Regions from separate parts of the Danio rerio genome. Here regions 2 and 3 are each linked to region 1. A link is a contact called in public Micro-C data. All regions are on one chromosome and are shown on one strand. Each heading gives the region's core, a stretch centred on a gene start, on an enhancer-like site or on the middle of the called end of the contact. The rest is flanking DNA. Distances are from core to core; before and after follow the strand shown.

Region 1 (3,409 bases), core at 272-2,771:
GATGAATGAATGCTATGCAGAGTTAACATTACCATGCACCATCCTCAGGAACTAAGAGATACAAAACATGCAAATACATTCAGTCAAACATGCTGATGTTCATTAGACATGATTCATGTACTTGCATACTGCACCAGTGTAATAACAGCACACCAGAGACCAGAGTGTGGTGTGTACTTACACTTACACTTGGCCACAAAAAAAAAAAAAAAAATACACAGGCCTATATACTTATATCCTGCACGCTATTAAAAGCAGAACCTCAAATTTGCCCTGAAACAAGACTCCTTCAGTCGCATTTAAATAGACCGAGGGCATTGAAATTCAGGAAAGACAGAGACCTATAATTAGGATTCAATCATCACGCTACTCCATTCACATTGTCATTTTAATAAGCATTCAGCAAATGACTGTCTGCTATAATGATTGCATTCTGTCCAACCACACATGTTGCTTTATCCATTGCTTGTGATTCCTTGTTTGCTTTTTGTTTAATGATTTCTTATTATTTTCATTGTCTTACTGTGGGTGTAATGTGCAGCATACATTATTTTTATAAAACATTTTACCCAACAAAAGGTATTAAAAGCCATATGTATTTACCACACAATCTTTGTAAGATATTTTTATTTGTTGACACTAAATCACTGATGAATCATTGATGAATTTAAACTGTCCACAAAGAAAATGTGCATTTATTTAGGTCATTTATTTTTACTTGCGTTAAGTTGATTTCACAAAATAATCTGGATTATTTTAATTTCTTAATTTTTTATATATCAATTTTTGTTCTACTCTGTATTTCAGTCTTTCCCATTTTCAATAATTACATTTTTAATTTTAACCTTTAATTTTATTCTATTTTAAATTTCACCTCATCCATCTTATATTCCACATTCTGTTCTATTCTATTCTATTCTATTCTATTCTATTCTATTCTATTCTATTCTATTCTATTCTATTCAAAACTTCGACAGAAAGTTCTGTCAACTGAACTGAATTACACAGAAAGCACCTAACTTACGAGCAAAGCTCCATAAAGACAAAATGAAACATTCTTCACAGCAAGTGTTTTCCCTTCACATTCAGATTGCATACGTTCTTCTTTCAAGGCCACCCGTGAGAAGACAGCAGTGACTTGATCCTGACACCATCACTATTGCATCTATTATTGCGCGTGTTTATAAACACTTACTTCTGTGGCTGGAGTATCCGGGGTTATAGCCGTAGTAGCCGGTGATTCGTAAAATCCGATCCTCAATGTCATGCAGCCCGTTGGCCGTCACTTGAGGCGCATCCCAGCGGCTGGTCACCTGCGGAGACGCCTTGCCCGTTAGGTGCGGGCTCTTGCCCGGTAGGGGCTCCAGGCGAAAGCAGGGCTCCTCTCCCGAATCCTGGATCTCCGGGCTGCTCATTTTACCTCCGCACGGGCAAAACGGCAGCTTTCAGGTCACAAGCGATAAACATGCGAAACCCGCTGTTGAGAGCATCACCCGAGTCAAATTCCAGCACACGTTGCTTTGAGGAGTCGCTCAGGGTTGTGTGAAACTTGCTCAGCGCCGTTCCTGCATCAGACAGCAGGTGGCGTCACGATGCTCCGAACAGATGGTTGCCAGAACAGGGAGATCCGATTCATTCCGGCGAATCGGTTCGTTTGAATAATTCATCCTCATGGAAATCGACCATGGTTTTTATTGTAGTAAGAGTGTAATTATGCATCACCACAATTTTCTACAGATATCAACTGTGGGTACTGTAGCAAAACCATTAGTTATTTATTTGTGATTATCATGATTTAACAAGTATAATTTTAATTTTGTAGCAGTTTTGTAAGAATATTTCATTTCAGTTTCATAAATCACTATTCTCTATGATTTATTTATTTATTTATTTTTTTGGATTAAATACATTTTTTGTTAACATTTTACGGTAACACTTTACAAGGTTCTATTAGTTAATGTAATGCATAAGTAGGCTAAACAATATATTATCTCAGAAATGTTCTATCTTGTAAGAGTTAGATAATGTGAATAAAGTCATCTATTGTTTTTGTTAACCCATTACATTAGGTAATATTACGTTAGAAAGCACAACTTTAGATTTTAAAAATGAACTACATTTGGAGCTATTGATAAAGGGTGTACAATTTTTGTTCATTCTTAGTTCATGTTAGTAAATACATGAAATAACATTAACTAATAAACCTTATAGTAAAGTGCGTATTACTCCTTTGTAGTTCATAACACTCGCCTCACAGTTTGACTCTTGGGATTCGGTTCGAATGAATCAAAGAAAAGAACCTGTTCAAAACAACGATTCGCTTAAGATTCAGAGTGGACGCAGTGGAGTCGTTTTCGCAACAGAGACACGAGTGCATCGTCGTGTCATAATCATGTTATTAGGCTCCTCCCCAAAAATATTTTATCATGCAGTGTTGCACTGACTTTCAAGGCACTGCAGTGAGAAGGCATATGGTCTTGTGCATTGCACACTATTACATGCCAACTAGTCATACGCAGTTTTAAAGTGTAAAGGAGATGCCAAATATCTAGAGCATAAAAAGAGCTTTTAGATTGCTCTCAAAATATTTAAGTCAATAATACTATCAGTTACATCAAAATGAAAATGGTCAAAATTTTCAGTCGTTTTATGTATAAAACTCTGTTGTGATCTATGGCAACAGTTTGAGTGTTAGTTTACTGTTGTGAAATGTAGAAGGCTATAGTATAGTACGCATGCCATATATCCATTTCAAATATACACATCATCGCACGTTGGATATTGATTGAAAAAGACTGGATATGATTCACAACCACACTACTATATAGTAGTGGACTGAGTCTGACAAGGGAAACATTTTATAACTTTATTGTGATATTAAAATTCTAATTAAACTGCAAAGTTACTGTATAAACACGTGTAGTCTCATCATGTCTGGTTTATCATTGGTTAATTTACATTCTCTTCATTACTGTAGTAAAAAAACATCATAAAGATGGCGCCGAGCATGGCCGCCGTGTTGCGAGCTCCCAGCAAACTTGTTTTGTGTTTTGTGTGTTTTACTAGTATTTTTGTCGTTTTTTTTTTTTTTGTGGTGGATGTACACACTCTCATTACCTACGACAGACACACACTTCGGGAAACTTGCTCCCTCCCTGCACATCGAAGACTGGACTTTAAGTTCTTTAACGACGCTCTGTTTACAAACACAGCAACAGAGCCCTTTGTCTAGGCACACAACCAAAGCGACGGCGGAAACGCAGCTGGAAATGAGGTAAGAGAGCTGGCGTCCTTGTCAGACTAAGACACAGTGGATTTCGACCGATGCTCCCCACTATTCTGCTGGCTAACGTTCAGTCACTGTACAACAAACTTTGTGAGCTTCGGGCACGCATTTTCTTCCAATGGG
Region 2 (3,409 bases), core at 442-2,941, 190 kb after region 1:
CACCTGCCAAGTCAAGTGCGTAATATGGCACTGTACAACTGCACAGCATGTAGCTAGCCACTCAGTCCACTGGCGTGGCACCTGTTGTTCAGTCATGCAGTCATTGAATGTGGGTGACCGCAAGCGAAGTATGTGTGAAGCTACTTGACTTCCATAAACTCAAACAATGCTGTTTGTGACACGTGTAACAAAACAGTGAGGTACTCTGGTAAAACCACAAACCTAATCAAACATCTACATATAAATCACAAGATAGAATATGACAACATCATAACTAGGCGCTCATTAAGAGGAGGAAAGGAGAGGCACAGGTGCTGCTAGGGCAAGACAGACATCGCTTTTAAAGTCCTTAGGCGCAGCAGGCAAGCGCTATCCAAGTACAGAGGGAGAAAATGTGGCGATGTGGCTGTATTTTGGGGGCTTGGGTTCTTGTGACAATGATAAAGCAACGGAAAAAGGTTAAAAATCTTCAAGGGGACCAAAATGTGAGAATGTTTATCGTTTTATGTTAAGGTGTTCAGGTAGGCGTTTTAAGATATACATTTTCAGATGCTGTCAATTAATATGTAAGTTGGCTCTTTTTTTATGATAATTCTTCCTCAATAAACAAGAATAACCCGTAATATGTCTCTTATTTAGTATAAAGTACATTATTTGATACTTTAATTTTCCAAACTGTAATTTTAGGCAAAGTATCGGTATCGGATCGGTATCGCCGATACTCGCCGTGTTTTTACTTGGTATCGGATCGGATAGTGGTAAACCAGTGGTATCGCACATCACTACTGCAGAAATTATGCGTTTCATACATGTTTCCTAAATATTCTCACGTCTTCCATTGGTCGGCAAAAAAAAATAGTCCCGCCCCAAAATTATGCCAGTGGTTGAGTCCATGTTGCCATGAAGGACTAAAAAAAGCAGTGCTGCTTAGTGCTGAAGAATGAACTTTAAACGAAATTGTGGACAGTATCTGACACAGAAACATATGCACATTAAATATGCTAATCAAAGAATGCACTCTATTTATCCATCGATCTATTTTTATATGTGTGCTAATTTACCATCACTTGTTAAACTGCACGATTAACATCGTTAAAGTGTCATGTACAGTACAGCTTATCATGACGCGATAATATCTCCAACAATGGAGAAAAGGGTCTGAACATCATCTTATGATCTTAAAACAATTGGTAGAGCTCTAATACACATCACAAATTAAATCCACAAGCAGTATTATATGCTAAAGATATGGTTTATGACGATTATACAATGCCTGAAGCATCATACAGCAGCTATCTGTTTGAAACAGAAGCAGGATGAGGATGTTGCTCGCTTACCTGACGCCGATTAAAGGAGAGGAGCCGCTGTATCAACACCGTAGTTCATCCCTCGCCGTCGGTGCTACAGCAGATAAACCACATTTGATTCATTCATAAAAGGCAAATTGGTTATAATTTCGTAATACCCAGAGCATCTGTTCGCGGTGTGTCTCAGTGGTTTAGCACCGCCTGTTGGTGTAGACAAGACAGCATCCAGAAACACTAGACATAGTAATAACAGACAGTAATACGTATAAAACACTGGTAATATGAATGTGTTTACGTATTTTTTGCATGACTTTGCCATTTTATATACGCATCTTTTTTGAATACCACTGAACCATGTTGTTTTGTCTACGATGTAGCTGCACGTTGTATGGCAAGCCATTTAAACATATAGCGCATTGTAGGGTATCACGTTTTTTTAGGATGCTACCGTAGTATACTTTCCATTAAGTATGAGCACTTATCCATAAGCTACTAGTGCTTATTCTTTATATTCTAGTTTTTATTTTTTACTATTACGTTTACCTTTTTAGATAATTACTAATTCATTAGATTGTGTTTTATTAAATCCTATCTTTATTTTACAGAGACTACCCAACAAACACATCTACGCTGTAGCAATGTCTACAACGTTGTAATTTTTCAAGGGCAACGTCGCCATTTATGTGCTCTCTACATTGTTACAGCATAGAAATTTAAGATGTGAGAAGGCTGTAGCAACGTTGTCGTGTGACATTCAGCAACCATGAGACGTTCTTACTACATGTATTAACGCTTTTCCTGGGAGTTTATCAATGCTGCCTAGAATACAGGATAAGCAGTAATCATTTTAATTATTGTTTATTCATGTTTCCTTTTTTAATTTAATAACTGCATATGTAAACTTAAAAGTGTAAGTGCCCCACAAACGTATATAATCAAACTTTTTTATTATATATTTCACAACATTTAATACATACAGTACAGACCTAATTACAAGCAAACAGTATGAAAAAAGGTTTAGATTATATTAAATAATTAACACTGGATGTCAAAGCTCTGGACTGGAGAATACAGCAGCCCGTGGAGCGCAGCCAAAGGCCAGGTGTAGTGGAGAACGCAGTCAGAGAAAGAAATCCAACAGAGAATGCAGTTCAGAGATGGATCCACAGCAGCCACAAGTCAAAATAGGCAGAGAACAAGAGAAAACTGATCAGAGCTTGACACAACAGGACTACACAAATGACCACGGATGTCTTCTTTAGTAAGAAGAAATAAAGCAATACTCACGTCTCCTCTGTTGTTGTTGAATGAGACGCCGAACGGGCTGTTAAAATTAAAACTGATTCATAGATGACGAGTAAATGTTGTACAGTTGTCGTCCATGCCGCCTAAGCACAACCTAAAGCAACGGCCGTTAAAGTGGCAACATTATGACACCGTTGTGACAACCTTCGGCAATAACGTAGATCCTCAACCTTTTAACAAGGTTGGTACAACGTTGTAGGAAGGTCGCTACATTGAGGCAACGTTGTTTGTTTGTTAGGAAAAGCTTAGATCGGGCCCAAAAAATTAAACCCGGACCCTACCCGAACCCGTGCACCTTGTGTCCGAGCCCGACCTGGTCCAACACATTAACGTAATTATGAGCCTGAGCCCAAATAAAACCCAACTATTTTTTAACATGTGTGCCGTTATAACAGATGTTCTCAACTACAATTCTAAGTTGTTTGAACCACAGAATTTAGTATATATTTATCTTAATGAATAATGCTTTCCCAGAGATGGGTTGCGGCTGGAAGGGCATCCGCTGCATAAAAACGTGCTGGATAAGTTGGTGGTTCATTTCGCTGTGGCGTCCCCGGATTAATAAAGGGACTAATCTGACAAGAAAATGAATGAATGAATAATGCCACAAGGACAAAGCATGTAAACCAGTCTGCTTCATGTGTCTGTTAATCGTAGAAGTTACTTTTTTTTTTTTTTTTGCTATCACCTCTTTCACACAACATGTGCGAGCAGAGCGTGAGCATGTGTGTGTGTGTGTGTGTGTGTTTTTTGGAATCCATTTTAGCACATTAGAATGTCGGCCTGTGGGGGGATGC
Region 3 (3,409 bases), core at 597-3,096, 170 kb after region 1:
GTTTAAATATTTACGTTTAGGTAGAAAATAAAAGATTTAATGTGTGCACTGTGTGAGGACAAAGACTTTGCTCTGAAAGGACCAGTCAACATGAAACGAGACAGACGTTCAATCATGATTTGAGTGAATGTTGATGCTTTTTATTATTCTTCTGTCAGTGAAAGTGAATGATTTCCTACACTTTGGACTCTGTAAAGTGCGGGAACTGAACCAAAGAAGCATTATTATCTATGCTGCTGACTGAGTGCAGGGCCCTAAATATAAATGCAATAATTTTCACTAAAGGGCTATTAATTGCCAAAGTATAAAAATGTTGTATGTTTCTAAAAAAAATACTGTTGATATGTATGAAAACTATACAAATTTAAAAGTACCTTTCGTTATAGAGTGACTATTGTTTTTTCTGATTATCATTAAAAATATTTTGTGAAACTTGTGGTGTATTTTATTGTTAATGTACTCAGTACTGTGTCAAAGTTTTAGGCCACCATTACATTTGTTGCTAGTGATGGAAATTACTATATTAGATACAGGACCACAAAACCTGTCTAATATTGCACATATATTTTTCTTTTATGCCAAAAATCATTAGAATGTTGAGTAAAGATTCTAATCTGTGAAGATATTTTGTAAATTTGCTACTTTAAATATATGAAATCTTTAAATCTCTATATTTAGGTTTGTTTGGACCCTCAGAATCCAGATTTTCTGATAGTTTTAGTTTTCTCCAGATAGTTAAAAATCTCAGCCAGTTATTCTAACTAACATTATACAAATATCAAACAAACTACACATCAATGGAAAGCTTTTTTTCAATCTTTAATCTCATTTCTCAGATTTCAATTTTCACATATTTATTTATTAATCACTCTCTTTATTATAGTGTACCAGAAATACAGATTGAAAAAAGTTTATTTATATTTTTGTTCTGATTATAATATATGATTAATATTTATTTAAAGAGGAAAAACGGCTGATGAAACACAGTCTTAAAATGGCCTCCACAGTGTCCAAATCTGAATATTATGAAGGCAGTACAGAACCTAGTGGACAGAAAAAGAAACATTTAACTGCATAAATTTAAAGAAGAACCCTGGTATATGCTGAAGGTAACCTGAAATTACATACAGATTATTTATGAATTCTTCTGGACAGTCCCCAAGTTTTGTTTCGTACCAGGGGAGTACAAATTAAACATTCATGTTTGCTTTAAGAGGGGATTTTGTTTTGAAGATTGTGTTTTTTGTTTCTTATATACAGTATTGTCATGTGTTGCACCTTGCCAAATTCTATGTATATTAGCGCATGACATTGTGGAATGAATTATTGGTAACTTTATAACTGACTTAATATAATTCTTATTATAATTTAATATTAATATCATAAGTTCTTAAGAATGCGTTTTCAGGTTAAAAGAATTAGTACTGGATGGATAAAGGGCTAGTTAATACCTTTAAAGAACTATTTAATACCGTATCAAACTAATTTACTTACTTTTTTCATTTTAAAACAGTACTAGCACGTGAATACTACTACTACTATTACCAGTATTAATATTAATAGTAATAATTATTATATTTTGTAAGCACAACTTGTAACGTACTTTTAATTCTGTGCCCTATTTTTGCATGCAGTGAACATTATAATGGGATTATTAAGATGATGCCGCGGCGCGTGCTGGATCACACTTGACACAGCAGTACAGATTTCACACCACATTTCAGTCACGTTTACAGTCGCAAGGGTTCAGCTCTGCGCCAATCAGAACGCGCTATGCAAATGTTAAGGCGGATCTTGCATCGTAAAACAAGTGACGTTTAGGCTGTTCCCCTGGTAACAGCCATTTAAGCCAGGGCAGGAGGCGGAGCGAAGTTTGTAAACTCACGTTGCAGTGTAGACGATCCGTTTTCCACAACAACAGAAATATAAGCTCAGTTTGAGACCGTCAACCGTCAGTTCGTTCACAGACTTCAGCAAGAAAGCGACTTCGAAAGAATATTTGTTATTGGTAAGTGTTAATAAAACGTGCGTTTGATATTGTATCGTGTGTTACTGTGAGAGTCTCGTGTTTAACATCGTGTATCAAGTGCTGCAGAAGCTTGACATTCAGACTCTGTTTAAAGTAACTTAACGTTAGATTAAAAACATAGTTATTGTTTTATTAATGCAGAATTTAAACTGTTAATATGTTTTTGTTAACACTGTGTTAGGTTATTATGGAAATGTTTACATGGCACTCTGCTTATGATTCATTCATGGGCTGTTTGTTTACTAACACAAAATTGTAGTAGTGCTTGCTAATTAATCCCAAAGCTATTTTTGTATTAATACATCTTATATTTGGTGTTTAAATGCGTACAACTGTCAGTTTGGAGCTGTATTTCACTGATATCACCGTTATAAATGTGTTCACGTTACAGTAGGCTATCATCTTTCATGGTTTTGACTTTCTTTTATTGACTCCAAGGCTTTGTCTTTTTCAGTCACGGCCTGCATCAGGGCTGTACAGATAGACTAAAATCAAACAAATCGGACCACCAGAGAAGATTCAACATGGGCAACAAACGGAAAGCCTCCAGTGACACCGACAAAGATTCAGGTTAGTCATTGACCTGGTTTTCTAGACTTAAAATTTTATATTCGCACATTCAGAATTTCTCCTTTATAATATAATTTCTGAAAAGTATTCTTTGCAAATTCCAAATAGTAAAATCATATTTAGCAGCCAATGACTATCAAAGTACAATTTTGTTCACTGTTAAATAAATAGTCCTGATGTTGTTTTCAATTCATACTTACATAAGATTTCCATCTGAATATTAGTTTGGTAAGTACTTTGGTAAAGGATATATGGAGCAAGTCACAAGTTGTCACTAAATTATGACTAAGTGCGACTATAAAAGCAACCTCATTAATTATTATTATTGTTTTAAGCAAAATGTGATGCCCTGATTTGACTTTCACTAATTCAGTGGCACAATTCTAACTAATTCCCATGTTACTGGCTGGATATATAAAACACAGCACATAATTAAGGGTATAACCCCATTTTTATGGGGGTAGGCTTGTATTTTAGAGGACTGTAAAAATACTCAAACTTGTCTTTGCAATGTTCTCAAACAATTATATTTACCAAAGTCACATTAGTGCTAATTTCGCTTCTGTCACATTCATATCGGATAGATGTCACATTCATAACGAAGCTGTTTTTCTTCATAAATACAAACATGTTAAATAATCAATTATTTTTGTTTTATAGAGTCAACTCTTTGGCTTTTGATGAGCATAGTTTCTTTTGGGTTGTGCAGTTTAATTTACAGAATTTCTACGAAGCATGTTGTATACTATAAACTCGCATACTTTTTTGGTCAGATCCATAACACATGCTTATTTTCCTAATTTAAAGTAT

The links. A called contact is a pair of places that touch in the nucleus more often than the background predicts.
Region 2: a contact with region 1 is called in a Micro-C map of caudal fin, with 5 times the contacts expected there. The contact joins the promoter of zdhhc22 here to the promoter of slc35f4 in region 1. A contact is called at or near these places in 2 of 18 Hi-C or Micro-C datasets (caudal fin and hematopoietic stem cells).
Region 3: a contact with region 1 is called in a Micro-C map of caudal fin, with 9 times the contacts expected there. The contact joins the promoter of cipca here to the promoter of slc35f4 in region 1. A contact is called at or near these places in 3 of 18 Hi-C or Micro-C datasets (caudal fin, hematopoietic stem cells and an unstated tissue) and 1 of 4 datasets of contacts at active chromatin or transcription factors (caudal fin).

What each region holds. Positions count from the first base shown.
Region 1 is chr17:49,570,440-49,573,848 of GRCz12tu, forward strand. slc35f4 (solute carrier family 35 member F4) reads right to left here and starts at 1,522. Exons shown (of 8, transcript XR_012393006.1): 1 at 1,196-1,522.
Region 2 is chr17:49,761,903-49,765,311 of GRCz12tu, forward strand. zdhhc22 (zDHHC palmitoyltransferase 22) reads right to left here and starts at 1,692. Exons shown (of 3, transcript NM_001424010.1): 1 at 1,338-1,692.
Region 3 is chr17:49,741,748-49,745,156 of GRCz12tu, forward strand. cipca (CLOCK-interacting pacemaker a) reads left to right here and starts at 1,847. Exons shown (of 4, transcript NM_001327903.1): 1 at 1,847-2,008; 2 at 2,484-2,599. The coding sequence starts at 2,554. It overlaps pgfb (placental growth factor b), which reads left to right. Exons shown (of 7, transcript XM_021473212.3): 7 at 1-429.